2 separate regions of the Sus scrofa genome follow, and region 2 is linked to region 1. The links are chromatin contacts, called in public HiChIP or PLAC-seq maps. All regions are on one chromosome and are shown on one strand. Each heading gives the region's core, a stretch centred on a gene start, on an enhancer-like site or on the middle of the called end of the contact. The rest is flanking DNA. Distances are from core to core; before and after follow the strand shown.

The links. HiChIP or PLAC-seq counts read pairs in DNA pulled down with a chosen protein or histone mark.
Region 2: a contact with region 1 is called in an H3K27ac HiChIP or PLAC-seq map of skeletal muscle, with 6 times the contacts expected there. The contact joins the enhancer-like site here to the promoter of PLPP3 in region 1. A contact is called at or near these places in 1 of 5 promoter capture datasets (liver), 5 of 47 Hi-C or Micro-C datasets (embryonic fibroblasts, heart right ventricle, mesenteric adipose tissue and 1 more) and 1 of 2 datasets of contacts at active chromatin or transcription factors (skeletal muscle).

Annotation. Positions count from the first base shown.
Region 1 is chr6:155,798,248-155,804,500 of Sscrofa11.1, forward strand. It overlaps PLPP3 (phospholipid phosphatase 3), which reads left to right and starts at 2,593. Exons shown (of 6, transcript XM_003127971.6): 1 at 2,593-3,360. The coding sequence starts at 3,222.
Region 2 is chr6:156,122,366-156,128,618 of Sscrofa11.1, forward strand. LOC102158676 (a long non-coding RNA gene) reads left to right here. Exons shown (of 9, transcript XR_002345175.1): 1 at 1-259. Among named protein-coding and RNA genes, the nearest start is that of PLPP3, 320 kb to the left of the region's middle. Within about 2 kb of position 2,611, at least 15 of the 83 cell types and tissues checked have an H3K27ac peak or open chromatin away from gene starts, as enhancers often do. A contact at or near this core is called in embryonic fibroblasts and skeletal muscle, where this site is marked.

The DNA of each region.
Region 1 (6,253 bases), core at 1,343-3,842:
TTAGAAATGAAGGCCGTTTAAATCTCTTGGGAGGTATCAGTTATTTAAGAATGATGTGCTGTTGTTACCACACATAATAAGTTAATCTTTAAAAGGCATTTATCCCCGCTGATGTTATAATAGTTTTTATACAGACTGGCTTAGTGAATGGGATGTCATTTTCAGATGTGTATTTTGGTAAGCTATGTTTACCAGGAATTTTAACTACTTAATTATTTTGAAATAACACCATTTTAAATCAAGTTTGTTCCATTGCATTTTACTTGCTAGTTAGACTGTTCAATTTTAGGATTTAAAGCAAAGAGGCCTTCAGATGTATGCATCCTGGGAGGCTGTTTTATTTCCTTTTGTCTAAAGAATGATAGTGACACTGTATTATGACTTGTTCAAGTCAATTTTAATGAATATCTGTAGTGTTCTGTTCCCTTGAAGAGTTATCCAAATGTAATAGTTGTTTGCATCCAACTACACGCATCAATTAACACCGTGATCTTTTTGTTATGAGAAAAATAGTCCACGGAGCCTTGTAAATGGGAATATAAAGCTCTTATTTAAACATCCATTTATTTTCCCTTTTACTGGCTCCTGGAATAACAGATTTTTATCCTTCTTAATAAGTAGCTGAGTTTAATCCAGGGAACCTCAGAGCCAAAAAGGTTCCTAGTATTCAAACTAGTGCCAGCCAAAGTTTACCATCCAGTAACTTTAAAGAGACCCAACAATGATTGCTGAGTTATAATACCATTTAACTACAGTAAAAGTCTGGCTTTTAAAAATGTCTATTCTTAAATTAATAAAAGTCATTTCACAGAGAAGAAAAAGCAGACAGGAAATGTAAAGGGAGGTAACTGTAAAATTCAAATAATAGAACGGGGTACCATACAGTGGAATTTAAGTGGCTGTCTGAGGGGCCACCGATGCCCTAGGACTTTTGAAGCTCAAAGGAGGGGAAAGATCAGAGTGGGCTGCTGAAGTTACAAGAACTTGCTCTCAAAGCTGTGGCTTGGCGATTTAGACCTTCAAGGATGATTATCGTAACAAAGAGAATTTGGTGGGCCAGGGAAGACCCTTGAATCCGGGAATTCCTTTTAGAATGTCAGTAATAGTGAAATCAGCCTCATATTGTTTCCGCAGTTTTAACATGTCAAGAGAAGGCATTTCTCACTGAAAAGCTGTCTAGGAAATCTGTTCTCTTAGTTTCCCTGGCTTTGACTTGCTGCTATTTGAAAGGAGAATGCTGTGTCTGATGGGCAGCTAGGTACCCTAGCTTCATCCAGAGCTGTCTTAGAGATTCAGTTACTCTTGCTTCCAGAAGACAGCAATTTTGCCTTCCTTTACCAGCCCACTTGTTCTACGCAGTCTGACTTGAGCTTCATTCAGCAGGCACCAAACTCTGTGTGCGGTACTGGGGAGAGGGTTTGGAGCTGATAATCTATAGAGCGGACTCATCTTTACTAACTATAACACCAAATCAGACTGTAATAGGTACTACAAGAGTGCTGCAAACCAAGTGCTGAAGGTGAAGTTAATTCTGTCCGGGGATCAAGAAAGGGCCCAGAGAGAAGGTGCTATTTCAGAGGATTCTAAAGCAAGAAAAGCATTTTGGTAGTTAGAGAAGGGATGGATGTGCAGAGACAGAGGGAGGCAGAGGCCAGGGTGTGGAGTGGGAAAGGACTATTGGAGAAAGGCCAAGTGGCTGGATCTAGGGATACTGAACCCTATAACAAGTCAGTAAAAAAAATCATGATCTAGAACATGATGGAAGATAGAAGGAAAGGTCCTTGCCTTGGAAATGTTTATGCTCTGTCTGGGGGAGAATTAATTCACATAGAAGACTGTGAAAGCACATGACAGCCTCTACTGCAAAGCGTTAGATTGCCCCCCAAGCTAGAGATATGCTAGCTCTGGGAGAGCTCTCCTGCTTCCCTGGACAGCTGCCCCCAACACTCAATACTGATACAAGCAGGCTGGGGGCCAGCCGAACTGGCAGGGATTTGGAGGGCTGGGAACTACAAGGAATAAAGTAAAGGTTAACACCTACACAGCATTTCCTATGTACCTAGCACGGTTCCAGGCGCGTCTATGGATTAGCTAATGACATCTTCATAATTACTCTATTTAGGAGAAAGTTATTATCTCCAGCTTACAGATGGGGAAACAGAGGCACCGAGCCACAGCCAGGATTCCAAGCCACAGGATCTAGTCCCAGAGCCAGTGCAGTCCTTTTCCTGTTCGGAGCCTCAGAATCTAGCCCAGTATCCAGTGCTGAGTGTTCAGATCTCAAAAAATAAACAAACAAACAAACAAAACAAACCCCCCCCAACAATTTATTTGAGTATTTTCAGGAGGAAACGATTCAAATCAAAACAAAGACTTGAAAGCCCCAAATATGTAAAGGAGGATAAAAGAGGAGAAACGCTTTTTTAGCTGTACAGCCTCAACGTTTGCCTGATCCAAGGCTGTTTCTTTTTATTTACATTTTTTTTTTCTCGTTTTGTGACAATTTAGTGTTTTTGAACGCTAGGGGCTCCCGGATTCTCTGGTTTGAAAGTAACTTTTCCTTTTAGGATTTTTTTTTTTTTTTTTTTTTGGAAGGGGGTGGGGGAAAATGTGGCCTTAATTATCCTACGTCTTAGGCTGCTTAAGGAAGGGGCTGTGCTTTCGGAATCCCTTCTGAGCCAAGTAAGGAGGTCCCTCTCTTTGCCTCTCTCTCTTTTTTAAAGGACCTCATGAAATAAAAGTGCCGAAAACAAACCCAGGCGATCACAGCGGCGGCGGCGGCGGCAGCAGCAGCAGCAGCAGCAGCAGCAGCAGCAGCAGGAGGAGGAGGAAAGTAGGAGTTGGGGCAGCGCTCCGAGGTGGCTGGGCTCCGCGCAGCTCCCATTCATTAAGCAACCAGCTGCGGAGGAAGGTGGCCGAGCGCCCGCGCTGCCCCCTCGCTGCTTTGCGCACGGACACGCCAGCTCCGCGCGTCCGGAGCAACGCAGCGCTGCAGAAGTTTCTGCTCGGGAGTTGACTCTCTTCCCCTTGGACTTTCGAACGATTCGGGGTTGAGACAGGAAAAGCGGAGGAGCACCAGGGAGCAGAAAGCACCACCGCCTGCCCTTGGAAGCGGGGCAGCGGGGCCGCACTCTCCCGCCGCGCCCGGAGAAGCCTCGGTCGGGAGGCGACCCCGGCGTCTGGGTGTGTGGCTGCAGTCGTGGGGCGTCTTGGCCAGCGCCATGCAAAACTACAAGTACGACAAGGCTATCGTCGCGGAGAGCAAGAACGGCGGCAGCCCGGCGCTCAATAACAACCCGAGGAAGGGCGGCAGCAAGCGGGTGCTGCTCATCTGCCTGGACCTCTTCTGCCTCTTCATGGGTGAGCCCAGCCCCTCTGTCCCCCCGGCCCTCAGCGCCCGTCCCAGCCCGGCCCGGGGCTGCGCGCGAAGCTCGGCGCTCGCTCCTGCGCGGGGCCCCGTCTCCCGGCCGCGCCGTGCTGCCCGTCCCGGGGGCCCCGCAGGCTTTTCCCCGCTCCCGGGTTCCCGCCCTCCCCGATCCTGCCGCCTCCCCGGCCTGTAAAGGAGTGTCGAGCGTGCTCTAGGCTTTCGCGGGCCACTTGGACACTCAATCTAAAAAGCTGCCTGCAGTTGGAAACGCAGGCAGAACCCCACGAAAGGTGAGGGCTTGTCCTCTTAGGAGAGGGAGGGGAAGTCGGTGGAACCAGGAGCCAGAGCCGGCGTAAAGCTGGTTGCCTTCCATCGAGTAAAACGGATCTCCTGGAGCGCCGGGCTCTTGCCTGGAGAGCGCTGCCTTCCCAGGGCCGAACGTAAACATCCAGCCTTTCCGCCGGGCTGCCTCGGCCCAGGACTTGCAAGCCGGCCTCTTCACTTGTTGCTCTCGTGAACGCCCTCCAGGGGTTGGGAGGGTGCTGTCTACCGGCTTGATGCAGAGTACCGATTCTGCAGACCCCTACTGTGTGCCAGGTGGTCGTTTTAACCAGCCGTCTCCCCGACTCGGTGCAGGAGGAGCGAGAAAGTTCATTTCACCGATGAGGAAACTGAGGCATTGGGAAAGCTAGCCAGGGTCATGCTTCAGGACCACAATTCATTGTACTCCCAGAAAATTGAGGCGGTAGCCCCGTTTCTGTTTTCCCAGCTAGTTGGAAGCCACTGCTGAAAGAGGTGGGAGTAAAGGGACTGGAGTGGGAGTTGGTAAAGAGGATTTATGAACTCGCCTCCAGGGCGGGGGGTGACTACTGACAGGAATGTACGGGAGCCCCGAGGTTTGGAAGTCGGCGTAGTTTTTTTTTGTTTTTTTGTTTTTTTTTTAAGCCAATCATAGTGTCAAGGAAAGCATGCTGGACTTGTCATCACAATACTGCCACTCTGCCACATGCGGGGTGTGCAACCTTGCTGCCTCTTTGGCCTCAGTTTCCTCATCAGTTGAGTGAGTGGGCTGAACCAGATGCTCTCCAAGGCCCCTTCCTGCATTAAGAACTCGGATTTGGTCCAGGGGCTGTTCTGCCAACTCTGCTAACTGAAGAAACATCTGTGTTCCCAATTCAGTTCCCTTAAAATAGAACTAACTGCTGCACGGAGGCTCAAGTCCCCTTTGAAATGGATTTGTCCATGCAGCGTAGGCAAAGCCCAGACTTCTGGGGCTGGAGTTAAGCGTCCCTGTGTTCAGGACCCTTTCTGCAGTAGAGTCCTTCCTGAAGTCCATCTGTCCTTGGCTTGACTGTCCATCGTCAATTTTGTGAGTCTGAGAAAGGAGGGACTTAGAATTTAAAAATAAGAATGGCTCCCTTTGCATAAGCAGACAGCCAAAGGTCAAATTGTGCTTTAGGGAAGGGAAGAAAGGTAACTGTGGTTCAGGTGGCAAATCCCATTCCTATCTCTTCATATAAATTCACCATTAAGATGTTATGTAAAGGCATTGTCACTGGGGGGCCTACCTTCCTGAAGGCAACTGAAGGCTCATTATGCACAGTGGGAAGATTAGTACTTAAAGTCTCCCTGCCAAGCTATTGAATTTTTAAAAGCCCTCCCTGGTCCTGGGGGAGTACCATGAACACATAAACACATTGAAGCTGTTTGCTGTAAACTTGCCTGGGGCTTCCCAGTATTTACTGGTGTGTTTTGTTGGGGGTAGGGTGAACTCTTTCTACACTGTCTGTTCCATGTACCTTCCTACCTCCTACTTGGTGATTAGGAAAGCAGAGCCAGAACATGCTTGACAGCCTTTGGACAGTTTTATTGTTCTCCCCTCCTCTTTCCCCCCTTGTGATTTCAGAAGGAAGTCCCAAGAGATGGTGTCTCTTATCAAAGGAAAGAGTGTGAAGGAATTCACAAAAAAAGACACACCTATATTAGCTATAGTTTAGCCAGGCACAGAGAAACCCCAAGACACTTGTTGTGCGTTGATGGTGTAAGTAAGATGTATGTTTGCACGTTTCATCTCCTCATCTGCCCCAGCTCTCCCTGTGTCTTCCCCGAAGCTAATATTCTATACCTAGCTGTTTTTTACTCACTCACTGTTGGTCTGTTCCAGCAAATAATTTTGTTTACTGCAAAAAAGTTAATAAGGTAACAGAACCTTCTATTTTACTGTCAGAATCATGTAGCTATCTGTGTTCAGGCTATGGGCCTTGCCATTAGCATCATGTCAAAAGGTCATTTTCAAAGTGTCTCCCTTATGCATAGGCCGAATTATAGTATCACTCATTCAGTGCCTCTCTACCACCTTTAATGAGAAACACAGTGAGGTAAACATTTACTTGAGAAATTTATGCAGGAGAACTTGATTTGGCTCCCACAAGAAAATTATTAACACAACATGTGATTTTAATATTCCACACATCGCAGTCCTAAAAAATTGTTTCTACGTGGTTCTCTTTTGCCTACGACTGTCAGTATGATTTAATTTTTATGTAGTTTATTGATCATATGGTCTGGATTACAAGGCCCTAATCTATGAAAAAGGGAGACAGTTTTCTGTTTATTCTCTCACAGAGATATACAGCAAGTTTCCTCTCCTTGTATCTGGAAAAAATAAAAGCTGATGTGCAATATACGTGTTATGTAAGTAGAAGTACGCAAGCAGTTTGACCCCTTTCACATACCTTTTTGGAACGTTAAATTCTTGGTGAATAAAACAGGAGTCCACTGTCCTTGTGAGGACCCAAGGAAGCTGGTGTCCAGAATCGCCAATGGGAGTTTACCTCTCAGTGAATCTTTGCTGATTATTGCTTTCGTAAATACAGTTAGGAATCT
Region 2 (6,253 bases), core at 1,361-3,860, 320 kb after region 1:
TGTTCTGGGAAAGTAATTATGGATTGGTTCTCCTTTTTGCTTTGGCTGCCAGGAAAATGGACGTCAAGCTTGAAACTAAACCATAGCAGCCATGTGAGACGTTATGGTCTGGGTTTTTGTATTCTTTCCCCCATATTAATCAATGATTCTTACATATTTTTTTCTCTCATTCTCCCTCTGATTGCACATTTCCCCAGTTACTGGAAAGAATGGAAGTTAAAAATAAAGCGGCTGGGATCCATAGAAGTTGATGCTGCAGGTAATCATTATAATGATAATAAGTAATACTTACTGAGTAGTTGCTGTGTATAGGCTTGTTCTGTATTTGTATTATCTCATTGTATTCTCACACAAACCCTATGTGCAGGTACTGCTATTGATCCCTCTTACAGATGAGGAAACTGAGACATGAGAAAATAAATTATTTGCCCAATGTTATATAGCAAGGAAGCAGCCATGACAGGCTTTGAAGATGGGCCAGTCTGACTCTAGAACTCAAGTCCTGAACCATTACACACTCAGGAAAGGGAAAGAGATGTAATCTGCTCAAGCTTTGGGCTGCTGAGGTTGCTGAGGCCTGGTTTACCTGTTGGAGCAAGCGGGGAAGCAGATGGATCTGAGTGAGGCAGAAGGCTCTGGCTGGCTCTAGAAACCTCGCCATGTCTCACTGTGCTCTGCAATGAGGACATCCATAAGCAGAGCTGGGGAAGTGGCTTTTAGCTCTGAGTCCTTCATCTTACACATCTCACCCTCCCCAACAGCTTGAAGCTTAGGCCACGCTGATTGTTTACAGACCCACAACACTGCCAGCTCACTCACCTTCCTCTCCCTGTGTGTGGATATCCTGCTCGCTGCTCACTGCTCCCGACCCCCAGCTTTGCCGGGTAGACTCCAATCCATTTTTTCAGGAAACGGCTCAGAAGTTCCTGCCTCCAGGAGCACTTTCCTGGATTAAGCGCCTTCTGTCCAGTCTGTGAACTTGCAACTTGCTGTGTTTTTCTTTCCTGATGTGCTGAGTGTACTCTTAAAGTGGCTTGTTTATTATTCTGTCATTTCTTCTGGACTCTAGGTCCTGATGGCAAGGATGGTGCTTGATCCATCATTTATATCCTGCATTCCAGTTCAGCCCAGTGCAGTGGCTTAGTAAGGGTTTGTTGAGTGAATAATTTTATGAATATGAGATTGAAGTCTGTAGGTTTTGTTGGTGCTTATAGAGCCTTCCTCCAGAAAGATTTGTTAGGTGGAGAATTTAATCTCTTCCGCACCAGTATTTGGATAACTGGATGTGTTGTCACTGTGTGTGGTCTCGTGTGGGCCTTATTGTGAAATGAAATAGAGCATAAAAAACAAGCAAGCAAATAAACAAATACGTGGGACTCACATTTGCATAATGCTTTATGGTGGAGGAAATCATTTCCTATAGATTATCTCAGTGGTTATAGCATCCTCATTTCAGAGATAAGGAAAGAGAGTGACTTTGCTCAGGGTTGCCCAGCCTGTAAGAGGGTCTGGGGTGGGCTTCAATCCAGAGCAGGGGATTGTGGATCACGCAGGTCCTGGGCATAAAGCTTGTCTTGCTCACTCATGAGTCTCATTAAAATTCAAGTTCCTCCTTCCTAAAGTGGCAATAATAATAGAAGCTAGGGGAGTTGTACAGATCAAGAGAGTTTACAAAGGATCCACAATACTTGATGAGTAAATTAATATACATCTTGACTCTGTAGGAAGTTATGCAATGTATGTCAGGTTGTAAGAAAGCCCTGGAATTCCTTGTGTGTTCCTGACCACGCTCATTCTCCCCTAACTTTCTGCTCATTTGCTGCTTTCCTCTAGTTCTTACAGTTGCTAAGATCCTTAGTTCTTGCCACGTGGACTTTATTTCATGATTCTTGGCCTTGCTTTGGGCTTGCACTCTCCCCGAGCCCTCGCTCCAAGACTTGTTCTTTTGCTGAGTTGGAAAACTTTTTTTTCTCCTCTTGCACAACTTCTCTGATTCCACAGCTGTGACACTACACCTGGCAGGGAGTTCTGCTGGGGAGACTGGCTTGGGGGCCTCAGCCAGGAACACAGAGACCTCACTGCCTTGGCCTGGCAGGGAGTACCTTCCTCTGATTCTAGGCAATGCACAAGAGAGGACCTGCATCATTCCAAAGCCAACATTTTTCAGGCATTGGACAATTTGATGGTGAAGTTCACCACCCTCCTCTCCTCCTCCCAATCTGGCCTGGCTCATTGGGATCTGTCAAGTGGCCTTGGGGCCAGAAGGACGGCCAAATTGGGTAATTTTCTCAGAAAAGGGCTATAAAGATGAGGCTTTCCAATGTGCTTTCAGCATGAATCATAAGTCACAGGCATCAGGGCCAATGTGAAGCACATGTCTACCACGTGGGGGGGGGCGGGGCAAAGCAAGGCCGTGGTTAGGTGGGACATTTCCTTCGTCAGTTTCAAAGGCGAGTTCTGCACCTGTGAATTTTTAGTGATTGTTTTAGGTATTTTCATCAGCTCTTTAGATTGAATTCATATTAATGTTCATTCAGCAAAGAATGATTGGGCTTTGAAACAGATATGGTCTTGGCAGTCGAGTTGGAAAAACAGACGTGTAGAGTGACAATTACAATACAGTGCAAGGAGGGCCGTGGTGAGGAAAGTTCAGGGTGCTAGGGATGCAGCGTGAAACACCCTCAATCCGGGCTGGGGGGCGGGGTGGAATACAGGGTGGCAGGTGTTGAGGAACCCTTGTCAGGGGGGTTTCTCATGTAGCTGAGATCTAAGGGAGGAGTAGAAATGAGCTACTTGAAGGAGGGACATGAGGCAGAATCCAAGGGAGGACACAGCCTATGCTGGGTTCTGGAGCTGCGAGAACACAGCTTGATTGAGGAGCAAGTGTAATTTCCCGTGGGCCCCGGACGGAGTGCGCACAAGTGAGAGAGGAAGGGTTTCACCTCCGGCTGCTTTCTCTCTCTTCATGCTCTGGCTCTTGTCCGGATTAGCTTTGCATGAACAAAATGTACTCAGTGGGGAACTATATCCAATCTCCTGAGATAGACCATGATTGGGGAAAAAAAAAAAAAGAATGTATAGGGAGTTCCTGTTGTGGCTCAGCCTGTTAAGAACCTGACTAGTATCCATGAGGATTGCAGGTTTGCTCCCCAGCCTCACTCAGTGGGTTAAGGATCTGGCATTGCCAAGAACTGTGGTGTAGGTTGCAGATGCAGCTTGGGTCTGGCATTGCTGTGGCTGTGGTGTGGGCTGATCCCTAGCCTGGAAATTTCCATATGCTGCAGGAAATTCCATATGCCCTAAAAAGACAAACTATAAAATAAAAAAGAATGTATATGTATGACTGAGCCACTTTGCAGCAAGAATTGGCACAACATTGTAAACCGACTATACTTTAATAAAAAATAAAATTTAAAAATAAAATGGGAAGATTAAAAGAAAAAATATGCTCAAAAATGTGTGTCAGGTGAGAAATTCCTTACAATCATAAATTCCTATGTTCTTAAATTTCTGGTGGGACTTTAAAAGCCACTCATTCGAGCTCCTCCTTTTGGTTCTGTCATTCATTCTCTGCTTGTCTCTGTTTCCCCCAGTGGTCTGAGCCCAATCATTCACTTCTCATGCACAATACAACTCTAAATCCTTCTTGTGCCTTCTTAGGCTCTCTGCATTCTCACACCCCCTCTCCTGCCATGCCTGCTACCACACTGACCCTTCACGTACCTCTTCTACCCACACTGGCCTCAGACTTGACCTTAAAACATGCTGCCCTGGGGCAGATGATCCTTTTCTCTAACTTAGATGGTTGGCATTGCTGCCGCCTTTGAACCAGATATTCCCTCTGCCTGGAGTCCCTTACACCCTGGTAGCTGCCTACTCTTTCATTTCTTTTGAGTCTTTTCACCAAGGTTGCCTTCTGTTAGAGACCTTGTAGGAACACTTCTTAAAATATCACCTATCATTTCCCTCCAAGACACAAAGCATGCTCTATCCCTCTTTGTGCTTTAAATTTCTCCAAAGTCTTTTTCACCATCCCTGATGTACTTTGTTTTATATTAATTTATTTCTCCTACTCACTTAAATATTAGTGCTATGACAGTAGAGATATTTTTTCTGTCCTTTCCTTTCCTTTCCTTTTCTTTTCTTTTTTTTGTATCCACACTGACTAGAAAAGTGTCTAGAATATGATAGGTGTTCAATAAACATCCGAAGAATAAGTAAATGAGAAGTGGGGGGAGGCTGCAGTCTGGTTTGCCAGGGACAGTAGCCTTTTCTTTCTTTCTTTCTTTCTTTCTTTCTTTCTTTCTTTCTTTCTTTCTTTCTTTCTTTCTTTCTTTCTTTCTTTCTTTCTTCCTTCCTTCCTTCCTTCCTTCCTTCCTTCCTTCCTTCCTTCCTTCCTTCCTTCCTTCCTTCTTCCTTCCTTCTTCTTTTTTCTTTCTTCCTTTCTTTCTTTCTTTCTGCCACACCTGTGGCATATGGAAGTTACCAGGCTAGGGGTTGAATCGGAGCCTCAGCTGCCAGCCTACACCACAGCCACAGTCATGCAAGATCTGAACTGTGTCTGTGACCTACACCACAGATCATGGCAACACCGGGTCCTTAACGCACTGAGCAGGGCCAGTGTGTCCTCATGGGCATTAGTTGGGTTCGTAACTCTCTGAGCTGCAACAGGAGCTCCCAGAGGACAGTATCTTAATGCCCTCCTAGAAGCTCACCACAGAAGGGAGGGACCTCCCTGGTGGATGTATCAGGACATTTAGTCCAGTGAACATCTACTGAGTGCTTACCCTATGTCAGAAGCAGTTTCAGAGCTGCTCCTGACCTAGAGGTGTTCACTAGCTACTGGAAGATGTAGACAGAAACTGGAATGTGACTTATATGCACACAAATGAAGTATAAGCATGTGGCGTGGATGCAGAAGGGGAGGAGAGATGCCTTCAGAGGAGGAAGGCTGCTTTACCACGGGAGATTCCACAGAGAGATGGCATTTGCGTGACATTCGAATCGATGAGAGCTTCAACAGAGGGAGCACGGAGGCAAGTGACAGCATGGAAATAGGAAAGGACTGGTTATGCGTGTGGCCAGTGGGGACCAGACCATCGTGACGGCATCGTAAAATAAATGTGATTTACTGGGAAATAAATACAGACAGAGGGTTGAAAGTCAGGTCATTTGGGGGAGGGTTGGTGCCATGCTGGAGAACGTGGCTATTTTTCATTGGGAGCCCAGGACATTTTAAAGACATAGGATGTGAGGCAACCAACTTTGTAGCCTAATAACTCTTATCCTGAACAGCCAAAGAGACCAGAAACTTTGAGAGCAGTTGGGAAACTGTTTTCCAGATAAGAGCTGATGGACTAGAGCAGAGGCATCCCCTTGTCCGTTTTCATCATCTTTCACGTATGTAAATCCTTATGTCCCTCTAGACCTAACAACTCTTCTCAAAGGGCTTTCCACGCCGGATCCATTTATGTGCGCTTTATCTCTTCCTTTAGTCATTCAGTTAGTTTACACGTGTTGATTAAGCTTCTGTTCTTTTCTAGGACTGTGCCAAGGGTGCTGGGAAGGCAGTGGTAAATAAAATAGTTCTAGATTTTGTTAAGGGCTGGGAGGGAAAATAATAGAGAGGCACAGGAAATAAATAATGATGGGAGACTCCCTTCAATTCATGGGAGCCACGTTCTTACAGAGGAAGTCACATTTGGACTCTTTGAATGAAGAGTAGAAGTTGGCCAGGTAAAGAGAGGAGGGGAAGGCTGTCCTAGGCAGAAAGGATTCATGTGCACAGGCACTACAGTGGGAGGAAATTTGTGGGTCTCCTTTGACAGAAGGGAGCCCTAGCAGAGCACCTGAGGCATAATATGTGCTTAGTGAATGTTAGTTGAATGAATGAATGAAAGCATGAACCACATGGAAATGTGGTTATCTATTTAACAGATACCCCAGAATTTGTTTAAGTCCAATGTGACTTTATTCCAGAGTAGCTTGCTTTTAACTGAATTATTGATCTGGGTGGTAACAGTCGTCAGTCCTATTCTTGGGTACAATCTGGGACTGAAGGGGGAAAAATCCTGTTTATCCTATTTGTCTCTGAATTAGTCTCCCTAGAAAGCAGAATAAGAGGGAATCAGAGCTAAAAAAGGCTTTATAGATCAGGTCCCCCCAAATCTGTATTATAAACTGAGACCTAAGGAGACTCAGTATCTCGCCTGTGGTTGCACTGTGATTATGTAAAAATGGTAGAGCAGGGAAT